Linked DNA regions of Capsicum annuum: region 1 is linked to region 2. The links are chromatin contacts, called in public Hi-C maps. All regions are on one chromosome and are shown on one strand. Each heading gives the region's core, a stretch centred on a gene start, on an enhancer-like site or on the middle of the called end of the contact. The rest is flanking DNA. Distances are from core to core; before and after follow the strand shown.

Region 1 (3,852 bases), core at 1,344-3,843, 76 kb before region 2:
ATACTAAGCACTTTGATATCGGTAGAAATCTTGTTACTCATTGTCCAATAAGCCTGCATGTCCTAGGGGGTCTTTTCTGCCGCCTCACTGCATAAATTTTGTGATGTTGTATTTGGCTACTAGAGTAAGCGTGCTCTTTGTCCCGTCTGTGTGTATGTTCTTTTCACAGGTAAGCACAGTGGATTTGCAAGTAGGAGACACAATCATAATGGGTTCAGATGGCCTCTTTGATAATATTTTCGACCAAGAGATCATTTCCATTGTGACCACACATGATGATGTCTCTAATGCTGGTACTTGTTTTCTGCTTAATCTAAGTTCTGCTTGGAAACCATGACTCAATTCTGTGACGCTCTTAGTGTTTTGGTATCAATGTTAGCAAAGGCATTAGCTGATTTGGCACGCAACCATTCTGTGGATATCAAATTCGACTCCCCCTATTCAGTGGAGGCTAGAGCAAGGGTAAATTTTTAGTCTGATTCAATATGTATATCGATTGTCCTCAAAAGGCATTATCTTTCACGGTATACGATGATGCTTACTTATAGCATTACTTTGATAATCAGGGATTTGAAGTTCCTTGGTGGAAGAAAGTTTTTGGAATGAAGTTAACAGGCATGACTAGCATGAACCTTTTTCTACTAATCTTTCTGCTATTTTCTTGATAAACATGCTTGACAAGGTTTCTGTAACCTTGAACAGGAGGAAAGCTCGATGATATTACAGTCGTTGTTGGAAAGGTGAAAGACTCGTGACCAAGTTTGGCCTGGACGCCACTAAAAGAAAACAAAAGGCTCATGAACAAGTCATATATCTTTGGTACCAAGACTTTGGCAGGGTCCCCTCTCCTGAATGTTTGGGCAATTGGATGGTGTTTTGAACTATGGAGTTGAAGGATGAGGTAAGAAGATAACAGCTTCAAATGACACTCAGATCATTATTCTGTATTGCATTATTTCAAGGTGTCTGTCGTAAGACAATATTTGACACAAAATTCTGTCTGACACTTGGGACGATTTAAATTCTTCATTGTTCACAAAATACAACCATGAAAATCTGGCTAACTTGTTAAACACTTGCAGTCTCTATTGAAAGGCTCTTAATCACCATATGGATATTATACACCTGCATGTATTTTTTCTTTTGAAATGATAAATATTATAGATGTTAAAATTTCAGCACCATGAAGGTGCTGCAGTTACATCCAAAGGTCAGCAAAAAGGAACAAAAGAGAAGAGAAAAAGAACTATCCTGGCTAAAAAAAGGGGGGCAGCCCGGTGCACCAAAGCTCCCGCTATGCGCAGGGTCCAGGGAAAGGACTTACCACAAGGGTGTATTGTACGCCGCCTTACCTTGCATTTCTGTCAAAGGTTGTTTCCAAGGCTTGAACCCGTGACCTCCTAGTCACATGGTACCAGTTACTCCAAGGCTCCCCTTCAACTATCCTGGCTATCTGTACAAAAGATTCAATGAACTGTAACAGTGTTTCAATATCATCTATCCATTCCTTTTTACACCAAAAAAAATATCCACAAACCGCAATCTGACTTGATCTTCAAGATTTTCTCTCTTTCCAAACACACCAACAGATGGCGACTTGTACTCCATTCCATGAAGTCTTGATCTGCTGTGAAAGACCTTTTGTGTTCCAACATGACAGTAAGCTAGCGTTTGGCCAAACGGGAGCTTAAATGCATGTCCAAACCAAACAGGAGCTTAAATCTGATGTGGTACCTGGCAGTTACCCATTTTGATGCACAAAAAGTTAAAAGAGAAACTGCCACAGTTGCGTAGTGATAGTACAATGTAGAAGTAAATGGTAAACATACTCTTCTCCTTCTTTGCAGATAAAGCACCTGTTGTAGATTAGCATGTGCCAATCATAAAAGCATTGCAGTTTCGTTGGTGCTTTAGAGTTCCAAACTTGTTTACAGAAACCAAAATGTTGCTGATATGACTCCCTCGTGACCAAACTATAATATATCTTTACTGTAAATATGCTCTTGCTGTGTTCCTTTATCAATAGGTCTTCACTAGTGTACTATAGAAATCTGCAATTTTACCAAGCTCCCAATTATTGATATCCCTTTCGAAAACTGTGTTCCAATATTGTTACCATCCCTGTATTGTGCGACTGTGCGTTCGCTGTTATGAACTAGGTCGTGTACAGTGGGGAATAGTTCTTTGGGAGATGGATGTCCCAACCATTTGTCTTTGCCAAAAGAGATCTTCCTACCATTACCTTGTTTGAAACCAATATGTTGGGAAAAGACAGGCCTCAAAGAACAGATGTTGCTCCAAACACTGACATCTTGTAGATGGATATCAGGGGTGGACCTAGGTTGAAAATTGTGGTGCTCCGGCATCGGTTAAACCTGGTGCAGAATAGATATAATTATATAAGAAATGTATAAAAATTGGTAGAACATGGAAGAAAGTGCACGTGAAACCAAGAAGATAGTTGGTTGCTTTGATTTCCATGCGGAACCTTAAAGCTTTGGGTGTCAATATATGTATTTGAACCTCACGACCACCCACGACTCCTAAATTATAAGTCTGCCAGTGGGTGTCATGCGGACGCTAGCAAAGCAAACCTCGAAAGACTCCAAATAAGAAGACAAACGAGAAATACACCAAAAGAGACGCAATAATTTAACGTCGTTCGTCCAATCGACTAACATCTACAAAAGGAGATGACTAATCCCCTATATAAAAGCGAGTATAAAACTCAAGGGTGTATTATATGCAGTCTTACTTTACATTTCTGTCAAAGATTGTTTCCAAGGCTTAAACCCGTGACCTCCTGGTCCTGGTCACATGACAACAACTTTATCAGTTACTCTAAGGCTTCCTACATGCATCAAATAAAGTAAACTGCTATATTATTTCTGGATAAAATTTTGGAGATACTTTTCTCCAAAGTCTTTTAACAAAGTTTTAACAAAGTGCTTTTATAATTCTCAATCTGCATGAGATACAAAGTGCACGTAAAATTTGAAAAGCATACTCATAATTTAAGCATTGCTGGATGCAGCACAACTGAAACAATTCATTTGGACCTAATCAGCTCTAGTTAAATCAATTGATGTGTAACTAACACAAGATGGATGATCTTGTTTAGTTTGTTTTTGGTCACCTCTGTCAGACTACCAATTGCTTATGCAGAATTTTGTTTAATGGAAGGCGACCTATTGTCGCAACTCAACTTGTCAATAAATTTGGGTCTAGGGTCTAAGACTTTACTACTTCATGTGGTCGGTTTTTCATTAATTTTTTTTTCATTAATTATTTTTAAAAAAATGAAAAAAAAAAAAGAACGATCACAAGTGATGCTTTTTTCGCGACCACCATCTGGGGTCACTTTTGGTGGTCGCAATAACTTTTTTTTCAGTAGTGGATTCTCTAAAGTTTTACTTCTCATCCCAAATTATATCACAGTTTTTTTCTTTTTCAATCTGTGTATGTTTATTATATGCGTATTGAAGCATTTTCAACAACGAGAGTGATATCTTTTGGATGATATGATAGTACTCCCTCCGTTTAAAAATAAATAACCTACTTTTCTTTTTGATAATGAACTCTTTTCTTTTTTGTCAATACTTTAATTTCAACTTTCCACATGACATGTTTAAGACCACAAGATTAGAGGACATTTTGGTATATTTGATTTAACTTTAATTTAGGACCACGAAATTCAAAAGTCTTCTTTATTTTCTTAAATTCCGTGTCAAGTCAAACTAGGTCATTCTTTTTTAAACGGAGGAAGTATATATTTGTGAGGAATGAAATTTCATTATGTTACTATACATTTATTGCCTCTCTACCTTCAAGGTAGGCAAGGTCTACGTACAT
Region 2 (3,921 bases), core at 855-3,354:
CCTGTAGTCTTGCAGAATATGTTCTTCACCATCGATTAAACTTAAAAAGTATCAAGTTGACAGTCTGTTATACCATACTATATACTTGTTTAAGAGAGTGTTTTCAAACGTTTTATCCTTTTGATCTTCAGTCTATCTGCACCTACTACCTATCCTGCAGGTTATACCTCAATTTTCTCACTTGCCTTTTATCCTGTTGATCTTCAGTCTATCTGCACCTACTACCTATCCATTGACTTTTTCTTACCTCTGCGCTGGAGTCCCTATCTCTTTAAGGGTTGGTGTGGCAGACTTCCCCCTTGTTTGCTGATTGAAGAAAGCCTTATATGGCTTCAAACAAGCGAGAAAGGCCCTTTCTATCCAGGATACTTAACGCGTTAGCTACAGCACTGCACAGGTCGATACACACAGCGCCTAGTATCCATCATTTACGGCTAGGACTACTGGGGTATCTAATCCTATTCGCTCCCCTAGCTTTCGTCTCTCAGTGTCAGTGTCGGCCCAGCAGAGTGCTTTCGTCGTTGGTGTTCTTTCCGATCTCTACGCATTTCACCATGCCACTGGAAATTCCCTACCTCAATTTTCTCACTTGCCTGGTTTCCCTTGTTGCTTGAACCACTCTCCAATAAAATATCACTTTTGACTTTTTGTTATTAATTTCTTAATGTTAACTTAAAGTGGACAAAACTGCCTAATCCATTAGTCTGATGGTTGCATTCAGTTCATGGCTAGATAAGGGCTGGTAATTAAATGTTTATTTTGAACTCTCGAGTGAATAGTTTGTCCACCTAGAGAGTAAAATATCTCTAAGTAGAATGGTCATGGGGATTATTTATGCTGACTTCTTTGATTGGTTGTAGGGGCGGTGGTCGAGGCGGTTATGGCGGTGACAGGCGCAGAGGTAACTATGGTTCTGGTCCAGACAGAAACTTTCACGGTGGAAATCGTTCACGTCCCTACTGAATTTCAGCCGGGCAATCTATCTATGTACTAAAAATAAGTGTTGGGAGGTTTTTTTTAATTAGTTCCATTCCATGATATACTCCCTTAGCTGGAGACTAAAAGGTAGGTCGTTCACTTACTCTGAGCAATACCCTTTTTCTCCTTGCTGTCTGCTACTACTTGGAGGGGTCAAATAATATGAACTGTGTGAATGTTTTTATAGATGCAAATGGATGGTTCTTCAAAATGCTGCTAAGGTAGGTTTGAAATGTTCAGGTGAGTTGCTTCTTTGAAATATCTAAACTGCTCCATTAATTCAAGCTGGTTAATACTGCTTTAAAATGTGCGCGCTTGCACACACTGGGCATCTTCACATGATGCCAAATTTGATATTTTAGGTGCATCTAGATGGAGCGGCACATAAAAGTTTCAAGCTAGGTTCTCATTACTACTGTTACTGGCTAGTGTCCATGTTAGAACATCTAGTCTGGAGTCGGTCTATTTTAGTCAGTGTAAAGGATCTTATATCTTTTGAGATTTTGCTCGAGCTGGGTCCTCAATCCTGTGTGTTCTAGAGAAGAATCAGTGTGTTTAATTTTGCTACTTTTAGAAGTTCAGGGTGGAGTGTAAGAATTTCGAGAATGGGGGATGGAATGTTCGTTGATCAAGCTTTCCGTAGTTACATGGGTATTGACTTGGAAACTTATGGTGTGTACAGAAAATATAGGATGTTATAGCTTTGTCTATCTTATTAAGACGTTTAGCTAGAGAAGAGTTGTATGATTTTCCCAAGGGCACCTACACAGCGTCTTGAGCGAATCAACGACCTGGGTAGCCTTTGAAGAAACATGAACCAAGCTGTGCTATTGAATGTCCCCAGCTATAGGAGCCTATCTGAGATGGTTGTATGATTAGTGGCCAATTCGATCTTTGGAGATTGGTCAACGAAATAGGAGCAGACTATTTTTCTCCTTTCCTATGGCAAAGCAAGTGAGAATTACAATGATGAAGTATTTTTTTCCGGGGGGTCTTGAAACGTCTGGCAGTCCAGACAAACTTTCTGCTATCGTGATTTTCATTGTAGTACGGTTGTGTGATATTATCGACTTTGACAAACCTTTATGAAATAGTAATAAATAATAAGTGCTACTCTAGCATTGAGCTCCTATATGCTGTTGGAAATCAATTTTACTGTTTGTTTTACTTTTAGGGTAGCATTATTTCCACATTAGTCTTTCACTATGAAGTTGCGACGAGTGGTCAAAAATCTAAATGCTTATTATTGTCCATCTACTCCTTTGTCGATTTCTTGATTCTGTAGTAGTGTTGTCTATGATGCAAGATCAACACTTAATACGATCTAGTTAATCTTTGGATTTGGTGCAAATTGATTTAATCTTTAAACCAAAGTGAATTGAGATATCCCCCCTCCTGTGCACCAGATGGATGAGAGATGAAATCATTTAAATCTAATGGTGGTTAGGGTATGATTAAAAAAAAAAACACAAGTCAGAGAGGGATTATTAGTGATCTGTGTTAAAAAAAACAAAAAGGATCATTTACGATCAATTTTAATAAATGTATAACATATAGCCTTATTAACGAATTGTGGTATTATTATCTTTCACTTTACGGATTATCGTCCGCCTTTTATTACCAAATATAGTCAAATACATGTATAATACATTTCTAATACCGCTGGATTATAGAAGCATATAAACCAATTTGAATACCATTTAATTGACTGAAATTTAGTTGTATTACGTTTTTAGTTAGCGCTATTAATAAGAGAAAAAAGTAAAATATAATTGTAGTACATTTCAAATTTAATGTATTATGTGTTATATATATATTTTTAGTATACGTGATGAATATACATAACTAAAATATTTTTAATACAAATATATTATGAGTATTATATATGAGTTTTAAAGTTTCCATTACAATTTAAAGTGGTTTGCATTACTAGAAGCCTATTATATTTGTTGTGAAATAACTGCTGTTGAATTCAAAACAAGGTAGTATAAAATTGAATTCAAATCGTATTATAAGGGTTGTTTATGTACAATTTTAATACAATTTTTAAGAATTTCACCTCTTTTTCTCCGGGGGATCTCCCCCACCAAACCACCATCAGACCCACCATGGTCCGACAGCGATCCAGTGGTTTATGGGTCTGATTCACCCGAGTTTATGTCGATTTTGTCGGAGTAACATCAATGATGGAGCCAACATCTTAATCAAGGGGGTTTAAAATAAAAAAAATGTGAATAAAAGAATTAGTCGAAGAGGGTTAAACGTCTACTATATATACATGAAAAATAATTATAACTTTGTATAAATAATATAATTTTTCGTCGAAGAAAGTTCGGATGAACCTCACTATTCCGTCCATAGGTAAAGCTGGATTCACGTCGGGATAGAGTAGGCTATAATCTAAGTTATCAGTTCTTTTTTTTTTTTCCAAAAAAATAAAGCAGGCTATAATCCATAATAAAGTTAAAGCTAGTACTATTATTTAATGTAATGATACCTTTATACTATACTACTATTTATGTAACTATCCCTTCCTCTAATCGGAGAAGTTAATTATTCAATTATTCGCCAGTGCACCCATCTATTAATGTAAGGGGAAAGAGCAAAAATGACATTTTAAATTAAATTATTTTTACAAAAATGATCATGAAATTTAAATTTTACTTTCTAGTCATTTCAATTTGCTGGCTTGTTTTATATCCTTTTTATATACCTTTTATACAGTTTTTATACATATCTTATACATGTAAATATTTTATATGAAAATTATACAGTTTCGATACATAAATTTATGCAATTATTGTACTTTTTTTTAATTCATTTTATACAATAATTATATAATTTTATACATTTTCTATATACTATATATATACATATTTGATAGAACTATACAATTTCTTTACATATATATTATCTAGATACATATTCTATATAACAATTATA

Evidence for each region. Hi-C and Micro-C count contacts between places; a contact is called where the count stands out from the background.
Region 1: a Hi-C map of leaf shows a contact between it and region 2, with 2.3 times the contacts expected there. The contact joins two enhancer-like sites. A contact is called at or near these places in 2 of 5 Hi-C or Micro-C datasets (leaf and pericarp).

The regions. Positions count from the first base shown.
Region 1 is chr6:6,050,397-6,054,248 of UCD10Xv1.1, reverse strand. It overlaps LOC107873585 (probable protein phosphatase 2C 26), which reads left to right. Exons shown (of 11, transcript XM_016720489.2): 8 at 170-293; 9 at 380-462; 10 at 567-615; 11 at 703-1,109. The coding sequence ends at 755. Among protein-coding and RNA genes, the nearest start is that of LOC107873585, 8.2 kb to the left of the region's middle. Within about 2 kb of position 2,593, at least 1 of the 5 cell types and tissues checked has an H3K27ac peak or open chromatin away from gene starts, as enhancers often do. A contact at or near this core is called in leaf, where this site is marked.
Region 2 is chr6:5,973,919-5,977,839 of UCD10Xv1.1, reverse strand. LOC107873586 (transcription initiation factor TFIID subunit 15b) reads left to right here. Exons shown (of 7, transcript XR_001675440.2): 6 at 861-1,065; 7 at 1,166-2,110. Among protein-coding and RNA genes, the nearest start is that of LOC107873586, 7.3 kb to the left of the region's middle. Within about 2 kb of position 2,104, at least 3 of the 5 cell types and tissues checked have an H3K27ac peak or open chromatin away from gene starts, as enhancers often do. A contact at or near this core is called in leaf, where this site is marked.